Linked DNA regions of Sus scrofa: region 1 is linked to region 2. A link is a contact called in public Hi-C data. All regions are on one chromosome and are shown on one strand. The core of a region is the stretch at or near the end of the contact, and the rest is flanking DNA. Distances in the headings are between cores, read along the strand shown.

Region 1 (7,467 bases), core at 1,437-3,936, 150 kb after region 2:
TTAATTTTTTTTTTCACCAAAAAACTTCAAAATAAAAAAGAAAATAAAATCCATGTGTTTACCATCACTGGGATATAGCTATGACTTTTGTTGATTTTTTTTTTAGGTTGCAGATGTGTCTTGGATCCCACATTGCTGTGGTTCTGGCATAGGCCAGTGGCTACAGCTCTGATTAGACCCCTAGCCTGGGAATCTCCATGTGCCAAGGGAGCAGCCCTAGGAAAAAAAAAAAAAAAAAAAAAGGCAAAAAGACAAAAAGACCAAAAAAGAAAAAGGAAGAAATCACAGAAGGAAATGTTGCAATATTTGAGTACACAAAAATGACAATCTTCTGCAAAAAGGTCACCAGGAACAAAATTAAAAGACCACAAACTGAGAAGAGTATTGTGGCAATATGGTGTGATATATAAAATTTACAAAGGTTGCTTACAAATCAATAAAACAAAATTGAACTTCTGTGGAAAAATGGCCAAATAGTGCCAGTGAAAAATTCACACACATTGACAAGAGAAGGAAATATATAGCCTGTAAACATATGTGAAAAATTACTGTTACTGAAAACAGCTCTTTTGCCCCTTCCCTATCTGCCCATTCTCATTACCCTCTAGCCCTAAAAGAACCTGATTATAGAAATGAGATCACTAGGCAATTTAACTTAACTTCTAACTACTGAATGCAAACCATACTTGGTCTAACCTGCTGATTCTTTTCCCAGATTAAAAGAAGTAAGAATGAAGAATTAAGGAGTTAAAGAATAACTAGCTCTCAACTCCCAGAAGATTCTTTCCCTTCTTTCTCTTTAGAAACTATCATGGCTGAGCAGAATCTGGGGAATTGGTTCTGGGACAGGAGTCTGCCTTCTCCTCAGGTTGCCAGGCTTCTGATTAAAGCAACCCTTTGTTTAGACCAACACTGCCTCTCAAGTATTGGCTTTGGAGTGATAAGTAGCCAAACCTGAGTTCAGTGACATTACTAATTATAAAAATAATGTAGGTTTAAAAAATAATAATAAAATAGCATTTTCCTCTTCTACCAGAATAGCAAATATCCGAGGTATTATACTCTAGAATGCTATGAAATAAATACCCATAATAAACTGCTGATAAAAATTAACATAAATATTTTAAAGGAATTTGTGCACTATAAATCAAACTTTAAAAATGCACATAGTATGTAATTCAATTATTTCCATTCTAGAGAGACATCATAGAAAATTAAAAGGAGATATGTGTGCGCAGATTATGTACTAGGGCATTCATTCTGAATTATTAATAATATTGAATACTTGAGAAACAGTGCCTGATATCCAATAGTAAGTTACATATATCCAAACAGTAGAATACATTACTTAAGCTGTGCTGTCAGACTTTCATGGCTTGAAAAATATTCATGTTAAGGAAAAAATAAAAGCAGGTTACAAATTATAATTCCAGATTTGCAGTACACACACAATTAAGTACCAGGAAGGAAAGTCCTCAAGATGCTAATACCATTAATAATGTCTCTTGGTGGTAGGATCCCTAGTGATTTTTATATTTTTCTAATAGTCTTCAGTATTTTCCAAAGTATTTACACTAAACATGAATTACTGTTACACTCAGAACACACACTAACACATACACAGGAGACAGAGGGGAGAGAGAGGAAGGGAGGACTTTGACATGTCTTGTGGAAATCTTTATTAAAAAGCACATTAAGGACAGTGCCACAGATAAATTCAAGTTATATTGAGTCTGCCAAGCAGATTTCTCCAGGTGCTCGGTTATCGGAAATTTGGGTGCTCCTGCTGAACTACAGGATAACTAGCACATTCACAGAATTTTGCACGAATGAAAGGGCCCTTGAGATCCCCGACAGTGACAGTGTTCATCTTGCTCACCACTTGGTGCCCACCACCCAGTTCAGTATACTTTTAAGTGAAAGAGAAAAGAACTACACTCTAGTCATTATACAGATGGAGAAACCGCTTCCTCCAAAACAAAAGGGCTTACTTGCCCAAGGTTACACGTTGTCCCCAGGAAGGAACACCACCAGCAGCAATAATTAGGGCTACTAGTACTTCCAGCACGTACCGCTTCCCTCCTCGCTAGGCACTCTTCAAGTGATTTTGAGCATTGATGTATATAGTCCTCACAACAACCTTATGGGTTAGGTATTTTAATTATTTTCATCTAATCGGTGAGAAAACTAAGTCACAAACTGCACTTTTATTTCATTTCCCCCGTCCCCCGCCATTTCATGCAAATCCTAATAACTCCAAAATTCGATCTAACACCCGCCAGCTTGGATCCTTAGGAAGGGATGCTCCTGGCGCGCATCTGTGTGACGCGCGAAGTAAGAAGATTTTAAAGAGCCGCCGGAAAATAATGTCCCTATGTCCTGGATTTTACTCTGGCTCCCCCCATCCCCCCGAAGCGTCCCTCCCCGTGGGCCAAGGGAACTGGGGGTGGGAGACACTATGGGGACACCCCGGCCTCTCTCGCCCTTCACCGCCTATTGAGGCTCGCGTCCCCAGCGGCCGCGCAACCCCCCACGACCCGCGGGGCTGGGCCGCCCGCTTCCCGCCCCGCCCCGCCCCGCCCCGCCCGCACCACCTGCTCCCCGGCTCCCGCGTCCCCGCCCCGCGTCCCGCCCCCGCGCCGCGCCCGCGCCCTGCGGTCCCTCCCTCCGGCGTGACGGGAGCACCGGCGCCGGCCGCCGGGGCGGCGAGCGCGGGCGAGCTGTCAGCTGGCCGACCGGCAGGGGCCGAGCGACTGGCCAGCAGAGCGCGCAGCCCTCGCGGCCCGGGAGCCGGAGCGCGCCCCACCCGGGGAGGCTGCCTTCCAGCCTGCCAGCTGACCGCCCGCAGCGGGACAGAGATGCTCCTCGGCCAGGGGCCGGCGCGGGGGAGGGGCCGGGGGCGGCGGGCCGGGTCTCCCCACTGCGGGCTCCTACAGCCTTGGAGCCCCGCCTGGATCTGCTGTTGGGCGCTCGCCGGCTGCCAGGCGGCCTGGGCTGGGGACCTGCCCTCCTCCTCCTCCGGCCGCCCGCTTCCTCCTTGCTTGGAGGTGAGTCGCACCTGGTCTTTTACCTGGAGTTTGCGGGGGAGGAGGGAGAGGGAGAAGAGGAGTGAGGGTTGTGCTGGTTTATGGCTCTCTGCGGACGCCTCTTTCCTTCCCTGGAGGAAAGGGCTTTTCATTGGTTTCCAGGACTGAAGTTGCCGCCTCGGGAAGCTGGCCGAGAGGGTGTGAGGCTCTGCTGTCGCTGGGGGGATGCTTTTCGCGCTCCAGTGTTTTGAGGGCTCTGAAGGACTTTGCGGCATCCTCTTAGAGTGTCAAGCTTGAGGGACCTGGGGCTGAGAGAGCTTTCAGAAAGGGGAGGGGACTGGGGAAGCCCCTTGGAGACCCATCTCTTCACAGCTTTTCCAGAAGCCAGCTAAGACCCCCCCCCCCAGGCTTCCCAGTCCCTCCCTCCCCCTTTCTTCACTCCCCCTCCCCCTCCCTCCACTCCCCAGTATCTACAGACCACTTCTTCCTACTCCTCTGCACTCAGCTTGCTGATAAGGCCCCAGGGACTTGCTAAGCCAGTGTGTGGTGTCACTTGGCATCCTTCTGCCAAAACATGGATGTGAAGTAGGAAGAAAAAAACTGTGCACTTAGGGAAGAGGTGGGTTGGTGATCTAGGAAATTAGAAAAGACTGAGTGCATATGCTCCTTTTGGTAGAAGGAGTAGAGTGCATATGCATCACCTGGTTGAAGCATTGCCGCTGTGTATTTTAAAGTTTGAGATTATTATTGAGAGCCAAAATGATAAATTATGGGGGGATGAGATTTTACTTCTGCTTTTAGGGGAACTGGACTGGCTGTGCGAAAAATTTATAGGGGGTGTCATCTGGTGCTTGCATAGGATGTTTGTCTTTCCCTTTAGTGTTCCAGAAAGTGTATCCTCTTAATGAAAATCAATGTGGGGAAGGAAGCACCATTTCTGACCTACTTTGAGTGATTACATTGAGGAGGATATGAGGAATAGATACCGTTTTTAGTAAGATTGCTAGGAATCAGGGTGATGGGTCATTTTAATTGCTGTAGCAAAAGTGGGTTAGCCAATAGCCCCTCTGGGAAGAAAGACCAGACCTTGTTTTTTTTGTGTCACTTTGGAATTTTACTCAGGCTTGATTTATAGAATGTCTGTGTCTAGACATCCTCCATGGATTTCAACCTTTCTCTCCCACCATCCCAGTCCCAAGAGAAACTGAAATGAAAAAATCAGATCAAAGGCACGTGTGTGAGCACACAGTAGTGTTGTAACTGGGGAAATCAGGGCAGGATCTCAACGAACAGCTGTGTTTAGTTTCAGAGTTTATTAGTCTAATCAGTTGTTTAATCTGTGTTCTCCTGTCACCTGGGAATAGTCCATTCCATATTTTCACAGAAAGCTCCTTCTTGGGCATCTTCGGATGATACACTTGTAGCAGGATAAACTTAAAACCTTGCATCCTGCCTCCAATCCCAATATGCGAAACCTGTGGTTTTTTTTTTTTTTTTTTTTTTTTTCCCTGAAGTGGAAAGTCTTAAGATTCTTGTAAAATTAATTCTTAGTAATGAAGACTCGAAACAGGCCTAAGTCAGGGCCAGTGGAGGTAATGTTACAGCTAGACTGATCCTTGATATGGTCACATGTTCGACACATGTATACCCAGACAGAATGGAGTAAGAGTCTGAAATCTAGGGCAGAAATACTGAAACCAGAGGCAAGGAGATGATGGCTGATTCAGGAAGGCTGTGTTCACTTAATTGTACTGACTTTAGAAATTGCATGTGACTCAATTTCTTGAGGTTTCAAGCCTTAATTTATAGAAATAAAATATTTAGGAGAATGCTCCTGGGCCTGCCTGTGGCTAGTCGTGTTTTTAGAAATGGTGATGCGCAGGTCCATTTATATTCTTCCTGGTGCCTGACAAACACTTGTAGGATGATTGACTGGGAGTTGGAGGTTCCTTTGGACATCAGAGGGGCCAAGTGGTCTTTCGAGTGGGGGTGGAGCTGTATCTGCTCCTTGGCATCTGGTCTAACTAGCTGAATTAATTTATGGAATTGATCATTGTTTTCCTCTGACATTGTTTTCAAGAGAACATTGAGAAGAGGAGGTTATTTTTCAGGCTTTGAGGGGGAGGGTCTGCTTATGCTTATGGATATGTAGAGGGCTTTCTCTGAGACAGGGCTATGGGCCAAACTCCCATGAACAAAGACATTGTTAAAGTAACTATTTTGTGGGCACTCCTGCATGTTTATCTCTTTCTACTCTTCATTACCACTTTGTGGGGAGGGCAGTGAGAGCTGTGAAAGTGAGGGGGTCTGAGGCTGGAAACTAAAGCTAACTCTTGATAACAGGAGAGAATGTTGAAGGGGAAATCTGCAGGTCTTCTATGCCTCATTTTCCCCGGTAGTTTCATCCTCACTTATCAACATTTTTATAAAGTAGTTAAGTGTAACTAAGTTACACAGGCTGTCATTTTCCTTGTCTGATTTTGGAGAAAAGCTGCACCAGGAAGAGGAGGAGAAGCAGAGAAAATTGGCATGGGAGTGATCTAATTATGATTACTTGAGTTCAGAAGAAAAAAAGCAAAACAAAAAAAACAGCTCTTCTGAAAGACAACTGAGATAAAGTTTCACTTAATGTTCTTTGCTGAGGCTGGGACTTGGGAGTGAAACTCATAATACAACTTCCTTTGTCAAAATCATTGGACTATGGACCATAAAAGGGGAGAAAAATGATTACTTTGGAATGTTCAGTTCAGGATCCAGTCAGCAGGGTGGACACTCAAGCACACAGGAAGGGGAGACAGCATTAAAAGTACAGTCTTTGTACCAGCAGTCTAAGGACAATAATAGGATGTAGCTTTGGGAAATGGTGTTGAAATTAAAAAAAAAAAAAGACTGGAAATCAGAAAGTATAGAATTAATTTTCTGTAGACTTTTTATGGGGGAGTTTATGAAGGGTAAATATCCTCTGGCTTTCTTAGTATCTATTTTTCACTTATAAGATGATAGTTATAAAAGGGACCTGCCTATATTTATTGTGAGGATGAGAAGGAATATGAGTGAAAGGGAAAAAGCTATATAAATACGTGAGAGGTGGTGATTGCTAGATTAGTAGACCTAGATCCTGATATTTCTGGAAGTGTCTATTGTGAGCCTTCAGAGTTCAGAGGATAGGCTTATCCAAGAGTTGAATGGAATTTTTGACTCATTGAATAATAGGACCTAATAGGGCTGCCAGAGGGAAAAAAGGTAAAGGCCAACAGATGATTCAGAGCTGGAATAAAGTATTAGAAGACAGAGTGCATGAGATAAAAATGCATAAAAAGAACAGAACTAAGTGGATCATGTATGCATTATTTAAATTTGGAAAATTAAATCACGAAGTGGCTTGATTTTAGTTCACTGCTCTAAGATCCTACATAATACGATTCTCCTGGTCTCTGATTCTTGATTGAATGATGACTGTTTTGCCAACAGCTTCTATTTCACAGTTATTGAGTTTAAACTGTGTGCTGGCGAAATGTCAGCTGATGTGAAATTACAAATTAAAAAAATAAAATTTAACTGTGTAAGGATGAGAGAGATACATAAACTGACAATTGCGGTGAAGTGATTTGGTGCCAGGAGAGAAGAAAAGAGCCATAAATCTAGTGGATGGAATCAAAAAAGGCCCTGGAGAAGAAGTGAGTGAGACCAGAAAGATGAGTAGGAATTTGCTACACAGACAGGTGTCAGATGTGAGTGTAGGCTAGTTTAGGGGAAAGACATTTCTGGTGTAGAGCACAGATCAGCAATGGCAGAAGCACACAACAGCATTATGCTGTCACTGGTCATGACTAGAGTGCTGCTTGCTCTGAGGAGTTTCATGAGAGATGAGTCTGAGAGGCAGGCAGAAGTCTGATTATAGGGGACCTTCTCTCATGCCAAGAAGCTGGCCTTCATTTGGTCGGTGCTGGGGACCAATAGAAAAGATTTAAAAATTAGGAGGAATAAAATAGCCTTTAATTTGACAACACTATGGAGGTTACGTTAGAGGGGTGGCAAATAGAAAGAGGTGAGACCTGCCAGGAGCAATTGTAATAGTCCAGGTAAAGGATGACAGGACCTCAATGGAGGAGTAGCAACGAAGGTGGAAAAGAGAGCCTGATGTTAGAAGATAGAATTGACAGTGGTGGACATGGAGGATCAGAGGGATGGAAGGTTCTTCTTTGACTGGAGGATGGTGCCTCTAACCTCCATGGAGAGGAGCATGAGGAGGAAGGGATGAGGAACTTGGCTCCAGAGAGCTGACTTTCACAGAGTTAAGTAGGAAGTTCATGGTCAAGGCCATAGTCTGAGCTGGTGTGGAGATAAGGGAATCACTTGAATGAAAGGCCTGGTTGACACTGCTGAATTGGATGAGGTCATCCAGGGAGTGAGAACAAAGGATGAAAGATAGAACTTGGGT
Region 2 (6,539 bases), core at 3,732-6,231:
AGCCCAATATCTTGCCCTTAAAACAGTGATTCTCTATCCAGCTGCACACAAGGGTCATCTGGAGAGCTTTAAAAAGCTACTGCTGCCAAGTATCATCTCCAGAGATTCTGATATACTTGGCTTGGGGTGTGACCCCAGGCATCAGGGTATTTGAAAATCCTAAGTATTTTATTGTCCATCCGGAACTGAGAGGCTCTGCTCTCCCGGGCAGCTAGAGATGATGAAAGAGGAGAAACACGGTGAAATCATACCTGAAATGAATGCGTGATTTCACTTCAAAAGTGGCTTTTTTTTTTCCATAAATGATCTGTCTCCTGGCAAATTGTGGAAGTTTATTTGTATAGGTTTGGGAGTCATCAGCGCAGAGATATAAATTGATGCCATGGATATAAGTGAGGTGGCCCTTGCAAAGCATGTGGTGAGAAGGAAAAACGACTAAGGACAGAGCATTGGGGGATACTATTTAAGAGAGGTGCAGAGGAAGAGCAGAAGAGCTGTAGTAAAGGCTATTTCCAGAATTTTTAAACACAAAGTGCTGCCAAGAGGCCAGATAGGAGAAGGCCTGAAAAGGGCCCAGTGGATTCAGCAGTAAGTCCTTACTGGAACCTTCATGCAAGAACAATAAGGAAGCAGGGCTGCTAAACCAGATTTCAGTGATTGAGGCAAATTTTGGAGGGAAGGAAATGGATACAATCTTTATGGACCTTTTTACACAAATTTTGCCTTTAAAAGTGTGTCAATATGGAGTTCCCACTGTGGCACGGTGGGTTAAGAATCCTAATGTAGTGGCTCAGGTCACTGTGGAGGCACAGGTTTGATCCCAGGAGCAGTGGGTTAAAAGGTTCCGGCACTGCTGCAGCTGTGGTATAGGTCACAGCTGTGGCTCAGATTCAATCCCTGACCCAGAAACTTCCATATGATGTGGGTGTGGCCATTAAAAAAAAGTGTCAGTTGGTTTTCAGCTGTCAGCATGGGAATACCCAAATAAAAATGACCTAGACGACAGAGGCACTCCCATTACACACACACACACACACACACACACACACACACACAACATATAAAAAGCCCAGAGGTGTGTGGTTCACAGTTTGACTCTAGCTGGTGTCTCTGGGATATTCTTGGCCATTCTTCATGGTCATAAGGGGTACAAGCATCACCAAATATTACATCCCCATGTGACAAAGTCTAGTGGGACAGCTCATCTCAGATGCCTGTCTTCTTTTATCAGAGAGGAAACCTCCCTAAAAGCCCCCAGCAGACTTGCCCTAATGACTCACTGGCCCTCCCCCAGCTACTGGGGAACAGCTGGTTTTTCCCTTTATAGAGGGAGGTAGGCTCTGCTTTCAAGGGAGTAGGGGGAGGGGGTAAGATGGTTCCCAAGGCAACCAAAAGTTCCAGGAGGGTGTGGGGGCAAGAGAGTGAGGCAGGCAGAGGAAGACCTAGGCTTCATGCAAGATTTTTGTGTGTTTGTTTTAACGTGATTGAAACTGAGCATGTTTAAATGCTTTCCATAGGGGGAAAAATATGTATGTATATATCTATATGTAATCATAACAGTGAGACCCCTGTGATGCTGGGATGTAATGGGCTATAAACATGAGGGACAGACCAGCATCTCTTCCATTCTCATTGGAGGGAAGGAGGACTGCAAGAGCCTGGAGAGAGGTGATATGTCAGGTGTGCTGATAAGTCGAGGGAATTTCCATCTGGTGGTTTTGGTTTCTTCTGAGTCCCCTGCTGAGGCTAACAGAGTGTAGGCAACATGAGAGAAAGCTGTCCAAACAAAGCCAGGGTTTGCAGGTGGTTTTTAGGGCACAGTTGAGGTTGGCTGCCTTGAATTTAAAACTATACTAATTAGGGGCATTTATGGTTTTTTCCCCTCTAGCTGAACTAGACACCTGGTCGCAGGTGTTGAGAAAGCAGAAGGATTAATATATATCAGGGGACTTTCTGCATAGGTGTGGTAAACTAAATGGAGAAAGGGAACTAAAGATATTATCAAAAGAGCAATGGCAGTGATAGAGCACACAATCTAAGCTGGGAGATAGTGAAAATGGGAAAGAAGATCTGATGAGAAAAAGTCAAGAGACCAAAGGACCAGAGACATTAAAGTGACCAAGGGACTGATACTTTGACCTTGAGTGTCAAAAGGACTGGAGGAGAAGGCTTGCCAAATGGTGTGTTTATTTCAAACATGGTGCAATTCTGGGTGTTGCCGAAGTCCAGAATGTTACATTGGAGTGTGTGGCTGAAGCACAATGAAAATCAGTATGAAAAAGAAAAAAAAAAAAAGAAAAGAAATAAGAAGCAGTGGTTATTGGGAGGGTCATCTATATGGCCTGTAGCCCGATTTGTAAATTGGGGTGTATTTACGCACTTCAATGTACATATGAATCCCCTGGGGATTTTATAAAAATGCACATTGTGATTCAGTAGCTCAGGGGTGAGGACTGAAGCTCTGCATTTCTAAGATTACCAGGTGATGCCTTGCTTGTGGTCCAGGAACCACAGTTTGGGCAGCAAGACACTGTCTATTCCTATCACTGATTTGATACACACATATGCTCTATTTAATTAATCCTCTTTCTCTACTCAAGCTGGTGGTTCTTAGAAAATATGGTCCCACTTGTTGGCTGTTGAGGGTGGAGGACCTAAAGCAATTAGAAATCAATCCGTAATTTAGAGTCAGCCAATTGAAATTTCTCATGGGGATTGGAATTTGAAGATAGAGATTGAGACTGCCAAGCAGTGGTGGGCACTGCAGTCATACAATCCATTTTCCCTGAGTTTAGCCCCCAAACCAAGCTAAAGTTATTGGTATGTTGAAATCTGGGGTGAGTAGTAGTCATGAGGAAGCTGGTTTTTAGGAAAAACAATGGCACAGAGGCTCTGAAAATTGATGAGACAAGAGAATAAGCAACTGAAGAGTGAGAGCTTCATTATCCAAGACTCCCCTTCCTCCTCATTTGCACCCAACACAAATATCTGATCTTTCCCGCCTGTCTTCTTGACTCTCCTTTCCACCTTGGCTAACTTATACCCCGCTTTGGGGTTTTGATTTAGAAGTCTCCCCAAGGGAAGTTGTCCCTGTCACCTGAATCTGGTGGGTGCCCTCCCATGAACCCCACAGCACCCCCCATAGAGTCCAGATCACATCACTCATTACCACTTAGGACAACTACCATTTGGATACTTCCTTGGTAGGTGTCTTAAAGCATCTCTATTAGATTAATTTTTTAAAAGAAATTGGTTAAAGTTAGATAATCTAGTTTCATCTATCATTATCATCTTCACTTTTTTTTGGCCACGCCAGCTGCATGCAGAAGTTCCTGGGCCAGGGATTGAACTTGAGTCACAGCAGTGACCTGAGCCATAGCAGTGACAACTCCAGATCCTTAAACACTAGGCCACCAGGGAACTCCTCATCTTCACTTTTTACACAGGAAGGCGCTCAAGAGAGGTTAGATTACTTTCCCAAGATCACATAGTTTGTAGATGGTGGGGGCATCAGGGTTTGAGGGCAGATGTGATCAACCTCAGAGCTTGTGCTGCTGGTCATGCCACTGTACCTTCTCCTTTCTCTGTATTGTAATCACATGTCTGCATCTGCTGCTCCAAACTCAACAATGTGACCTTGGCTGTCTCTGGATCACTTTATTTATTTATTTATTTATTTATGGCAAGAAAAAGATTTATAAAGATAGGACACTTGTGAGAGATGCAAGCAGGCAGGCACCTCTCTGGATTACTTTTTTTTTTTTTGTCTTTTCTAGGGTCAAACTCACAGCATAGGCTAGGGGTCTAATGGGAGCTGTAGCTGCGGGCCTATACCAGAGCCAGAGCAGCGCAGGATCTGAGCCGCATCTGTGACCTACACCACAGCTCACGGCAATGCTGAATCCTTAACCCACTGAGCAAGGCCAGGGATCGAACCCACAACCTCATGGTTCTTACTCGGATTCGTTAACCACTGAGCCACAATGGGAACTCCTGGATTACTTTAAAACTCTGGCGGTTGCCTGATACATAGCCTGTGCTCAAAAAGTATCTGTAAATGTGCAGTAAATGTGCTGCACAGTGAATGAATAAAATTATTTATTGGGCCAAACTGCTAATAGAGATGGTGCAAGATTGTGCAGCATTCCTCTTAGAACAAAAAGTCCCAAAGAGAAGATCATTTATAAAATACATAACTGCTAGATTAGATATATACACCATACCCATTTATATCCAGTGTTGTAAATTTCAAACCTATAGCTCTGTGGTTCTCCGTCCATCCCTTGTCCTAATCCGTTGTCCTAAACTCTAGAGGAACCACCGAGAATCTTTGCTTGGATTCCAAGTGTTACATGGCTCCACTGTTCCAACATGGTCTCTTCCTGCACACAAACGAAGTCAGAGCTCTTCTCAATGTAGGAGTTGTATTGTCCAAGCAACCTAGCATAGTTGCATTTGTTTCCCAGTACTATAAACGCCCCCAAATCCAGAGGGACGCTATGTTGCCTAGGAGGTAGAAGAAGAGGCTGACTGTCTGCACCTGTGCTTAGTTGGCATTATAACCAGCAGGATGAGTGGACAAGCATTACTGAAAGAAGCATTACTCCTCGACCGTTTGTCTCCACGACACAGGTTCCCTCTCACAAAACAAACATACAAACAACCCTAAACCATATTTATCAGCGATCCCCTTTCCGTCCTAGTTGTGAAAAGACTGAGGTGGTTAAAGCAGGCCGGTTGTTTTTGAGACGCTTTCAGCCCAGTGCAAGGCTATCTTCCGAAATGTGCTTTGCCCACGTGGGTCGCGCAGGCGCTAATTACTAAGAGGCTGAGAAACTGGGAGCCGAGGAGATAAGCGGGCCGGCGGGGAATGAACTGGCACCACTAGAAATAAAGCTCCGCGGCCAATGCGGCGTCTTGGCACGCGGGATTGGTGGCCTGGGCCGTGACGTGGCCTGGGCGGGCCAAGTCGGTTTGCGACAGTGGCCTTGGGGTCCCGGCCAGGGGAGCCGCACGTCCGCTCTCCGCGGGCCGGGCCGGTCACTTTCCCGCCGACGCCTCGGTACGGAGTTTCCGCGCGGGCGTGGACAGGGACCCGTGCTTTCCCGCGCGGCCAGGACTCCCCAGCGTGCGGGCGGCAGGGACGCCGAGGTTTGGCCTGCCGGCGCAAGGCGGATCCGAGAGAGTGGCCCATTTGAGCCGGGCCAAGGTGGGATCCCCTCCTCCTGCTCCGAAAGCGCGAGGGGAGCGCGCCGGCCCGCGGGTACATGCAATCCTCGAGCGGGGATCCGAATCGCTCCGCGCTGCCGCGATCTGAACGCGCAGCGCTGCGGGAGGGGACGCAGAGCCCTGGGCTCTGCTCCCGCAGCTTCACTTCTCCGGCAGTTGGGGAGAGAGGGTTGGGGCGGGGCGGAGGGCTTGTAAGGGTTTCTCCCAGAAAAACTTTTTTCCCCCGCTGAGCCTGAAGAGGTACGTGCTCACGGGAACATTTAGAAAGCACGGGAAATTACCGTGCCACTGGGAGGGGTGGCGAAGAAAGAGAAGCGGGTAGCCCGGGGAAGCCCATTCGCTCCGCCCGCTGCGGCACGAGCCAGGCTGACCCTGGGCTGAGATTTGGGGAAGCGGGCGGGGCGGGGAGGCTGGCCCGTCGGCCACGCGGTGTTTGTTTCCTTTCACTTCCTGCGGCAGCTGCTGAAGATGAAGAGCGGAGCGGGGCTCAGGCTGAGCTGCCTTATCCCGTGGGTCTGAGCGCCCACCCCCGCCGCCGCCGGGACTGCGGCCCCCTGGGCTTCGGCAATGAGCGCTCGGTGACTGCGACTCGTGGACCCGGGACTTCGGGAGGCAATGCTGGTTCGGCTTTGAGTGCCTTGGGGACAGCGAATAAACCCTAAAATGGAGGACTTTTCTACCAGGACCTACGGCACCAGTGGCCTGGACAACAGACCTCTGTTCGGAGAGACGTCGGCCAAGGTGAGTGCGGCCTGGGTGCCTGTGTCTGTGTCTGTCCGCCCTCCGGCCTGGAGCCTTTCTGGGACGTTCTGCGGCCCCTGAAGGCACTTGTAGCAAGAAAAGAGCTGCTGATTCTTCAACATCAGTTCAGTCCCTCTCTAGGTACTTGCTCTGTTCCTCGCCTCCTTTGGGACAGGGTTGCGCAAGAGCCTTGAGGGCTGGGGTGGAGAAAAGTTTAGAAAGTTCTCGTCTGTGCGGGGCACGGTGGGGGGATGGGTGTGCTTCTTGGGTGTGCGGAAGCGGCCCGCCCCCCGGGCAGGTAGTTGGGTGTTTGCACATCCGCCGTGCAGGTGGAGTGCTGCTCTTCTGAGAGGCTTCACATTTGCGCCTGAGGCCTCTGTAAGAGCCCTGGAGAGGTGCTTCTGATTGTGTTTATGTAGAAGCCTTAAGGGTTTACTGCTGAGGCAGCCTGGCAGAGAAGAGGACAGGCGTGAAATGGGATTTCTTTGATGGGGCTCCATTACAGGAAGTGATCAAAGGGTCTCAGACCCAAACAAGCTAATAGTATGTTATTTTAGGCTTTTAAAAAG

What was found. A called contact is a pair of places that touch in the nucleus more often than the background predicts.
Region 1: a Hi-C map of skeletal muscle shows a contact between it and region 2, with 4 times the contacts expected there. The contact joins the promoter of KIAA1324L here to the promoter of TMEM243 in region 2. A contact is called at or near these places in 8 of 47 Hi-C or Micro-C datasets (alveolar macrophages, embryonic fibroblasts, epiblast stem cells and 5 more).

What each region holds. Positions count from the first base shown.
Region 1 is chr9:93,538,160-93,545,626 of Sscrofa11.1, forward strand. It overlaps KIAA1324L (UPF0577 protein KIAA1324-like homolog), which reads left to right and starts at 2,687. Exons shown (of 22, transcript XM_003130217.5): 1 at 2,687-3,047. The coding sequence starts at 2,859.
Region 2 is chr9:93,388,714-93,395,252 of Sscrofa11.1, forward strand. It overlaps TMEM243 (transmembrane protein 243), which reads left to right and starts at 4,982. Exons shown (of 5, transcript XM_005656707.3): 1 at 4,982-5,062; 2 at 5,689-5,970. The coding sequence starts at 5,893.